Regions from separate parts of the Hordeum vulgare genome. Here all the other regions are linked to region 3. A link is a contact called in public Hi-C data. All regions are on one chromosome and are shown on one strand. The core of a region is the stretch at or near the end of the contact, and the rest is flanking DNA. Distances in the headings are between cores, read along the strand shown.

Region 1 (3,100 bases), core at 529-3,028, 640 kb before region 3:
CTCAATGTACTCAGACATTATTTTCTCCAGTGTCCAATTTTCTTTTACCTACATAAAAATGTGAAATTATCATAATATATAGAAATCAATTAAGAGAATATTCTCAATTTTAGTCTTCAAATAATCAAGTATATTTTTTCTTACTCCATCAATATATTTCCTTGCATGCTTCTGGTCAGTGCTAGAACTATTCATCTCTCTGGTGGATATCTCCATTATGATTAGGCCTAAACTATATATGTCTGACCGAGCCGAGATTTCGCCATTGTACAGATATTCGGGGGCCATGTATCCGCTAACGGCAATTAAAACGTCAAGATATTAATCAGCATTATTAATTGGAGGTGTGAAATGAGTTTTGCATTACAGTATAGGAACAAGATAGCTGATATATCAACATAATAAGCATACAGTAACTTACACCGATCCCACGACACTTCTTGTGTTCTTTCGGGTTTGATCTTGGCCGAATATTCTCGAGAAACCAAAATCCGCAATTTTCGGTTTCATATTGTCACCCAGTAGTATATTTTGAGGCTTCAGACCCAAATGGAGAACAGGACTAGGCAAGGTATGTAGAAAATGTATACCTTCACATATTCCCTTTATTATTTTAAAGCGCGTATCCCAATCAATGCTACCGGATTCACCTGAAGTAACATGTAATAGAATTTCATAAGCTATCCAAGATGCTGGATAAAAATGATAATAAGTATCTCAGAATAATAATGACAGCAAAGATCTTGTGAAGAGAAAAATGTCCACCAAAGCAACAGCAGGATTCTTCTATTGATAACGTGTGATGTTATCCTTTTCTGCTCAGTATATTACCAGTGCAAAAAATAGAGGAAACTTATGCAAAGTCATGCTAGAACTCCGAACAAGGTACATGAAAAATAATAGCTCGGATAGTGCATGATGTATGACATACCAAAAAGATTATTGTGAAGGCTCCCCTTAGGCAAGTATTCATAGCAGAGTACAGTGTCAATGACCTCTGCAATAATATATCGTCCGTTGCTCTGCACCAATTTTTTTTGTGCCTCACGGCAGTAAGCAACCAACTTGACGATATTTTCATGTTCAAGCACCATAATATTCTGAACCTCATTCACGAATATTGTGTCACGTGGTACAGGGGAATTTTCCGCGAGTTTCTTCACAGCAACCACCCCACCATCGTCCAGGATCCCCTGTTTAACGTCACATAAAACTAATCTACCTTGGCACTTTCCCGTGTCAACCTCTTAATTGACAGAGAAAGTTGTGGCAAAATCATAGTACTACCTTATAAACTGACCCGAATGCGCCCTGACCAAGTAGTAGCTCATCGGAGAAGTTCCTTGTGATTTTGTTCAAGAAGTCTAATGGTAGCTCGTTCGGTAGGCTCTCCAGGGTTACGCCTCCGGTGGCCATTAATCGCTGATAATGTAAGAAGCTGCCGATGCGATCAATCACAACTTGCAATTTACCAAAGGAAGGAAGTTGCTAAACAATATCAGACTAAGGATGCACAAGAAAGCTGTATCTGGGAATAATTAAGCAGTTCGTCAAGTGCACTGACCTTGGAGAGGAACGGTCCTCGTCCTCGATGAAGGATCCAAGCTGGGAACAGAACACCGGGAGAGGGGATGAACTTCAGATCTGAGATGAATAGACTGCTTGCTGCCGGTGCCACTGCCCACTAGTATGTATGTAAAGCAAAAGGAAAGAAACAAGGAGGTATTTGTATGATCGGTTGACTTGACTGTCGCTAGCCTAGCATGTTCTTTCACCTGGGTCCGCCCTCGTCAGTAGACGCGGTTTGGTCTGATTTTAATTTCGATCGCGTGCATTTTTTTGGTGGGTGTGTGGGGGTGGGGTGGGGGTGGGGTGTTTTCGATATACTCCCTCCGTTCCTTATAATTAATATAAGGTGTATTAGTTTTTCAAAGTTAAAGTATATCTATGTTTGATCAATTTTATAGCAAAATATATAAGCATTTACAATACTAAAAATGCAAAATATAGAAACGTATTTCATGGTGAATCTAATGATAATTATTTGTTACTCTAAACATTGATATTTTTATCAATAAACTTGATCAAAATTAGAAAAGTTTGACTTTAAAAAAAAATAATACATCTTATATTTAGGAACGAAAGGCGTATTCATCAAACAAGCTTGTAAGCATTTTATCAAGTGAATTAGAGCAACTTCAACGGACAGACCCAAACGGACGGCGAATTTGTCCGTTTGGGTCGGCCGCCCGCCCGGCGTCCGCCCTGTTTTAAATTTGTTTCGACGGTGTGCCCAACGCGCCAACCCATTTTATACCCGCAATCAACATTTTTTTTCAAAAGGCTCGCGGCCGATCATGCGAGCGGCCATGTCTCATGCCGGCATACAATGCCGGCTTTAAAAAAATAACACCACAGTTCATGTTGGCGCACTCGCCAGACGGCCGGCACACATGCCAACACACAAAAAGGATGGGACTTGAGTTCAACCACGCCATCGCGCCCCCCCTGGTCATGCCAGCACACATGCCGGCATCCAAAAAAGATGGCGCTCGCCGCCATAGATCACTTGTCGTCAAACTTGAGCATGTCGGCCTACATCTTCTCGAGCCATGGCCTCTTCCTTGGCGACACGGTGTTGAGATCCACCTTCATGATCTCCATCCCGGTCATCATGCTCGCAAGAGCCACTTCTTTGGCCTTGGTCTTGGCGTTGGCGGCCTCGATCTCTAACATCCCGCTTGTCCTCCTTCTTGGAGTTGGTCTTCCCCCGTGGTCCAGCCTTCTCACCGTCCCCAACCTCCTTCACGGCTTGCTTCCTACCATGCGACTTGAGGGCGACATATTGCGCCTTGAACTTCTCCTCGTCTTTGATCACCCTAAAGCAATGGGAGAGGTTGAAGCACTTGCCATTGTGTTGGACCTTGAATGCCTCCAAAGCTTGAAATGCCTACAAATGTATTTCATGCAAGCATATTCGCAAAATGATATGCAAACGAACACCCAAGCATAAACTTGATAACACAAAAAAGAGGACGGCTTGCTAGCATACCATGTCTTGCATGCCGATGCCGCTCATGGGACGGGCCTTGACGCTCTC
Region 2 (3,103 bases), core at 465-2,964, 620 kb before region 3:
CCTATCTTCGGTCCAAAATATATGTCATTTCAGTACTGAACAGTTCTCACCAAATAACCCTATCGATGGTTTATCGATAGTAGTATTGACTGATCAGCATACATGGGTAAACCATGCAAAAAATTAAGACATTAGCTCCTTATTTCCACAAGTATGGAGTTAGAATAACATGTAAACTGAACCAGAAGTACCAAAGCAAACCATAGCATGGATAGATAACTAGAGTAAACCATTTGTACTGATAGTTATTACAGATGTAGTTGAAATATGAAACAGCAACACTGCCAAAGAAACGGAACTAAAATATACTGACATTAGAGCATTGAGAAGAAGGATTTCCACTGTTTTCAATATAGTTAGGTGGCTACTCACGGATAGTGAGAAGAGAATGGTGGTGGTGTAATACCTGGACTGTTGCTGCTGTCACAGTGTCAAGCAAAGTATTGGAAGTATAGCTGTTTGACTTCAGCCTTATTCTCTTTGCTTCAAAATCTACTGAAGTCTTTGCCCAAATCGCAAATACAGTTGAATCCAAAACCTAAATAAGCGGAGTGTCAACCATTAGAATACCCTCACTGCTGTGTATCATATCACTGATGAGAAAATATAACCATAATCTTCTGCAAAAATGCTGTCCAACACACCTCCCATTTAGTCAGTGTATCAAGGGGATAAATCCTTAGGGTCCTGCTTGTGCTGGGATCAAGCATGCGGATTCCATCCAGACCAACCTGCAATAGCATATAATAATTAATAAGTACAGATTTCATGTATCATAACAGTCCTTGTGATCAATATGGAAGTTGGAACAAGTAACATATATGTTGCAAAACCACAGCACGATATCATAATTTCGGAGTGAAACAATACACCTAACATGTGTAAACTGATAGCTTATCGTTACTGAAGTTGTACCTGGCAAAGCACATCGGTGGGGCTTCCGGCACCCTCTGGCAGCAGCTTAACCCGAAACTTCTGCGCACCACCACTAGCATCCTCATGGGTTTCTGCTTTTGGAACAGCCCTCGCAATCTTCCCAAAGCTCCCACCCACACTGCCGCCCTCGCCGCCGTGTGGCTGCTCCACCCCTCCGGACGAGAGTCCAATCGACCGGCCGTAGTCATCAAACATCGCGGCTCCTGACCGGGTCGGCGCCGTGCCGCGCGCGCCGTACGGCTCGGGGCCTGCGTCGCCGGTATAGGCATACGCGCCCTCGTTCAGGTAATCGTCGTCGCCATACCGAGCGGCAGGCTGCTGGTAGCCTCCACCGTAGTACGGGGCGTCATAGGGAAGCGGCGCTGGGCTGGGTTCCGCTGCGGGAGCCGGCTGGGTGGGCTGCGAGTAGCTGTAGTACGGCGCCGGCGTGGGCTCCGGGGGGTAGGGCGTGGGGTTGTAGGGCGGGTACCCGGCGTACTGGGGCGGCTGCGTGTAGGACGGGGCAGATGGCGGCTGCTCGGGGTAGCCGCCGACGGAGTAGGGCGGCGCGGAGGCGTAGCCCCCCGGGATCGGGGGGTCGGCGGCGATGGGGTGAGGGGTCGGCCCCGGCGACGTGTACTGGTGAGGGTAGTAGTGGCCCGCGGGGGCGGGGGAGGCGTAGTCGCCGCTCCCGTGCTGCATCGCCGGCGAGGTGGAACGCAAGAGGCGACGGCGATTTCCTCTCGCTTTTTTTTCCCGAACTCTGATCCGATTCGATGCTTCGCGATTGCGTTTGTTTGCAGGGGAAGAAAGGGTAAAGAAGGTGGGGATTCGTTTCGGAGGTTGACGCGTTAGTGCTGGAGCGTGTCCGCGCGCGGCGGCCGTTGGATCTCGTCGGCGGGTGGAAGTGGACGGTCACGATGGTTGCTGTGGTGGTATTGGGTTCGCCTTTCGCGGGAGTTGTTTTGTCTGCCGCTCTGACTACGCGCCCGACACGGCGGGTTGCTGGTGTGTGGATCGAATTGGGCCGTGCATGTCCGTCAGCTTAAAGGCCCACATGATCCGGATTGGATTTGAAAATTAATGCCTTTTAAACTGAAAATTAATGATTTAATTAGTGAGGGTGGTTTTGCCCAAAAAGAAAAGTAGTGGAGCAGTTCATTGTGGTTCCCTAACAATTCTCTCTTTAATTTACTTTTTTTGCTAAATATAAAGAGCGTCAATTGTTCAAAAAATGGCTTTTCTAATGCTCAACCAGTTGTGCTCCAACAAAGTAACTACAATTGCACATCCGTTAAGAGCATCTCCAGTCACGCCTCGGACGTGTTTTTTTCGTTGACGCCGAAAAATCCTCCCAGTCACGCCCTCAGGATGTCGATTTTCACCGGTTGGGTTCATTTTTAGGCCCGTCGATCCCAGGCCGAACCTAGTGCGCTTGGGGGCTCCAGCGGAATGGAAAACGGCATGTGGGTAGGCACTGTCAGGTGAAAAACGTTTTCCCACCTCCAAATTCTCCCCCCACCCCACACGTGAAACACACCTTTCCCCACTATGTCGATCCTGGCGTCGCCCACGTGCCTACCGCCGCTAGAAAGGCCATCTCCCCGCCGAGAAAGGGAGGGTTCGCCGCGACTTCGCCCTCGGTTTTTGGGCGAGCTTTTCCGTCGCTCCAGACACGCAAACGGTTGCGTGTCTGCCACACCCGCCTGGTGTTCGGTGTTTTGTCTTGGCGATGGACTGCGATGACGAGGAAGCGTTCGCGGCGCTGCTGAAGGAGGAAGCTGTAATGCCCCAGATGTAATCCTTGCCATTTTGGGATCCTTTCCTATTTTGGAACCTTGTTCTCAATGCCATAAGAGTTATCATTCCATGTGGATGTTATATTTTGCCTCCTTCTTGCATCATGGCATCCATTGTGTTGTTGTTGCTTGATCTATCATGAGTGCTATGTGATTATGAGTGCTAGGTGTTTGTGTTGATGTTATGGGGTTTTTCAAAATATGGTGTTTTCAATCAAGGTTTCAAAACCCTTTCTCCTTTAATAAATGAACCTATGAAATAACTTTGAGTAAACCTGTTTTAAAAATGTTAGTTAATTATAGGATATTGTTTGTGATTGAGGGGTAGCCCTCATGGTTAAAATCTTACTTTGGAGAGGTGGCATTTATTTTAAAACAGCATATTAAAA
Region 3 (3,171 bases), core at 462-2,961:
GCCTCACCATTGGATCTTTCACCTTGTACAAAGCTTCAGGCATAGTACCCTACCAACCAAACCACTAGATGACATCAGTAAAACAATTTCCAACTAACCACACACCAGAATCACAAGAGCTGCAAATGGCTAAAAAAATATCCAAGAGGCACTCCTTACAGAGATCACTCTCTTGTAGATCTGCACCGGGTGCGTGCATTCGCTATACGGGTACTCAAAGGTGACCATCTCAAGCACGCACATGCCGAAGGAGTATATGTCCACCAGCTCGTTGTATTCCTCGGCATACACCTCCGGCGCCATGAACTCCGGCGTACCTGCCCAAACAATCGGACACGCCAATCTCATCAAATTTCCACAGAACCATCATCATTTGGGACCGTAAAACACCATTTTTCCATGCTAGGTAGCTAATCGGCCGAAGCTTACCTACGCAGTGAACAGCATGGGACTTGCGGAGGATGGCGGCCAGGCCGAGGTCGCCGATCTTGACCTCACCCTGGTTACCATTGACGAAGATGTTGTCACACTTGAGGTCCCGGTGGATGATGGGTGGATTGTGGCTGTGTAGGTACAGCAGGCCGCTGAGGATCTGCCGGCACCAGTCCTTGACCGCCCATATATTCACCTTCCTGTGCTTCTGCCTGTACCTAATCACCAGCAAATCACAAGCAATCAATTAGGCATACAGAACAGAAGATACGTACTACTACTACTTTCTTTCTAGAATTGGGCAGAAAAAAAGGAGATTTCCTTTAGATTGAGCGTACAAGGATACAACTTTATTGAGCATTAAAGAGAGTTAGATGAGATTGGTGCGGCTTACTGGCGGAGGGTGCCGGAGGTGAACATCTCGGTGATGAAGTTGATGTGGCGGGCGGAGACGTCGACCCAGGAGGTGTAGAACTTCATGATGTTCTTGTGCTTGAGCGTCTTGAGGAGGTGGATCTCGCAGTAGAGGCGCTCCAGGTCATCGGGGCACTGGAGGAAATCGTAGAGCTTCACCTGGTTCCACGCCACCTCCATCCCCTGGTACTCGTCGAACGCCCGGTACCTGAAACCAGACCAGGCGCTCGTCGTCAGCAGTCAGCTCGGGCGGCGCGAGGCGGACAAGAAAGAAGCGACAGCAAGCAGCGAGCGAGCGAGCAGAGGACGGCGGATCTTACACGGTCTTGGACGCGCCCTTGCCGAGGACGTCGTTATACTGCAAGAAGCATGGAGCAAACGGATCAGCGATCTGGCATGGCAGGGTAACGTATCGAGAAACGGCCGCAGGAGGAGGAGGGGAGCAGGGGGAGGGAGGTTGTTGGTGGTGGTGGGGGTGGCGCCGTACCCTTCCGTACCGGCCGGTGGGGTCGAGCTCCGCGTACTCCCCGCAGTCGGCCGCGTTGGCGCTGGCGTTTGCCCTGGCGCCCATCATCCTAGCTATCTCCGGCTCGCTCCGGCCTCGGAAGCAGCGCAAGAAAGCACCCGCTCCGCGCCGCCCGGGAGGCAGCTGCTGGCTCGCCGGCGCGCTCGCGCTCGCGCTGCTAGGAGGAGTGGATGGGGAGTGAGGAGGGGCAGGGGGGCGGGGAGGAGGAGAGGATCGGCGCGGGAGCGAGCGGCCTATTTAGGGAAATGTGGGCACACATGGTGTGTGTGGGCAGAGAGAGAGAGAGAGATGGGAAGGAGCCAAGGAGGAGGGGGTGGGGATGATGAGGCTTTAGTTGTAGATTGTAGATTAGATCAATGGGAAAGCCGCAGATAAACTTGCCGTTTTTAACTCCACACGAGAGATGAGATTTACTAAGCTACCTGCTGGGCTGGGCCAGCTACGTGGTACTGTACGTACTAGGGGTGACAGGATCCTAGATACTGTCGTTGGTTAGTCGGGTGAGACTACAATTCCATCATGACACGGTCAAATTAGCCTCACTTCCATGCCGATATACTAATCCACAATTATTCGGTGTAAACAAATTAGACCGCAATCGTCTCTAAAAGGAACTGGAATTACAGTAGAAAAATGCAGGCCGGTCTCTGCGTTTTTTATTCCTTTCAGAAAAGGCAGCCCGATTTTCCAAGAAAGCATGTTTGGTTTGGACCCAAATGTTGTTCAATCCCATGGGCGAAAACGACCGCTCGCAGAAAAGTACTGTATATATGAATGTAGAAGCTCTGGGGGAAGAAACTATGTCGAGAAGCTCTTTAACCGGAAAAAGGGACAGCTGATTAGGAACCACGATCTTGGCGCAAACTGAACAAGAAAATTGAATATTTACTGGGGTTCTTGTTTTTCTTGCTTTCCTCCTTGACATCGCAAATCTGACTCTCTTTTTTGACTTCGGAGAAGAAAACGAAATGGTTCGAGAGCGGCCCCTTTGTTTTGCCTCCCCATTGATGATCAAACCCTGCTAAACGCTATGCTCCCCCGGCGAACTCACTTGGGCCATGATGGTGCGGGGTGCTCCGTTCATGTCCATGGAAAGTTGCTCAAAGCTATAGTACTCCTAGATAGGAGCACCCGGGTTCATCTTCATTTTCCAACACGTTGAAAATTTGTAAGCAGTTTAAAGAAACCGGATAATTGGACAAAATAACTCATACATGAGCTTCACCCTCATCCACCGCTAATCATATAGGTAGGTGATGTCGAGTAGGGCATTTGGAGACAGAGCATCATGAAGACCTTAATTTTGACAATAACAAAATTCAAAATTTATGTTTTAAAAGTTATGAAAAAAATAAACATGTATACAAGAATGCGATGTGTATGTGTGTACAATTTTATTATGAGATACCTTGAATTTCGAGCTGCCCCCAAAAAAGCATGATATTTAAAGATGAACAATACATATGCTAAAAGCCCAAATTTGTTTTTTTTTGTACCTCACATTTTAACTTGTTTCGACCTGAAATTTACACACATGTACATCATGAATCTAGTTACACATATATTTTTCAGAATTTTTTAAAAGAAGAGTTTGAATTTTAAAGTTTCCAAATTAAGGCCTTCGTGGAGCACGGTCTCCATTTGGCATTTTCGGGTGATGTTAGTTATATAATTTGCCATGCTTACCTTATAATTATCAATGGATGTGGTTTCATTGAGAAATAATAGTTTTTAAAAAACATATAATACAGATGGAGACACTCACAAACATGTATATACGCTCAGTGACGGACCCATGA

The links. Hi-C and Micro-C count contacts between places; a contact is called where the count stands out from the background.
Region 1: a Hi-C map of seedling shows a contact between it and region 3, with 10 times the contacts expected there. The contact joins the promoter of LOC123425605 here to the promoter of LOC123425610 in region 3.
Region 2: a Hi-C map of leaf shows a contact between it and region 3, with 2.1 times the contacts expected there. The contact joins the promoter of LOC123425603 here to the promoter of LOC123425610 in region 3. A contact is called at or near these places in 3 of 6 Hi-C or Micro-C datasets (leaf and seedling).

The regions. Positions count from the first base shown.
Region 1 is chr2H:148,058,245-148,061,344 of MorexV3_pseudomolecules_assembly, forward strand. LOC123425605 (cysteine-rich receptor-like protein kinase 10) reads right to left here and starts at 1,779. Exons shown (of 7, transcript XM_045109298.1): 1 at 1,565-1,779; 2 at 1,288-1,460; 3 at 932-1,193; 4 at 422-650; 5 at 145-295; 6 at 1-48. The coding sequence starts at 1,416.
Region 2 is chr2H:148,075,502-148,078,604 of MorexV3_pseudomolecules_assembly, forward strand. It overlaps LOC123425603 (protein FREE1-like), which reads right to left and starts at 1,715. Exons shown (of 10, transcript XM_045109293.1): 1 at 916-1,715; 2 at 645-731; 3 at 407-538. The coding sequence starts at 1,617.
Region 3 is chr2H:148,698,920-148,702,090 of MorexV3_pseudomolecules_assembly, forward strand. It overlaps LOC123425610 (probable serine/threonine-protein kinase WNK1), which reads right to left and starts at 1,712. Exons shown (of 7, transcript XM_045109304.1): 1 at 1,334-1,712; 2 at 1,167-1,204; 3 at 827-1,054; 4 at 430-650; 5 at 160-317; 6 at 1-49. The coding sequence starts at 1,420.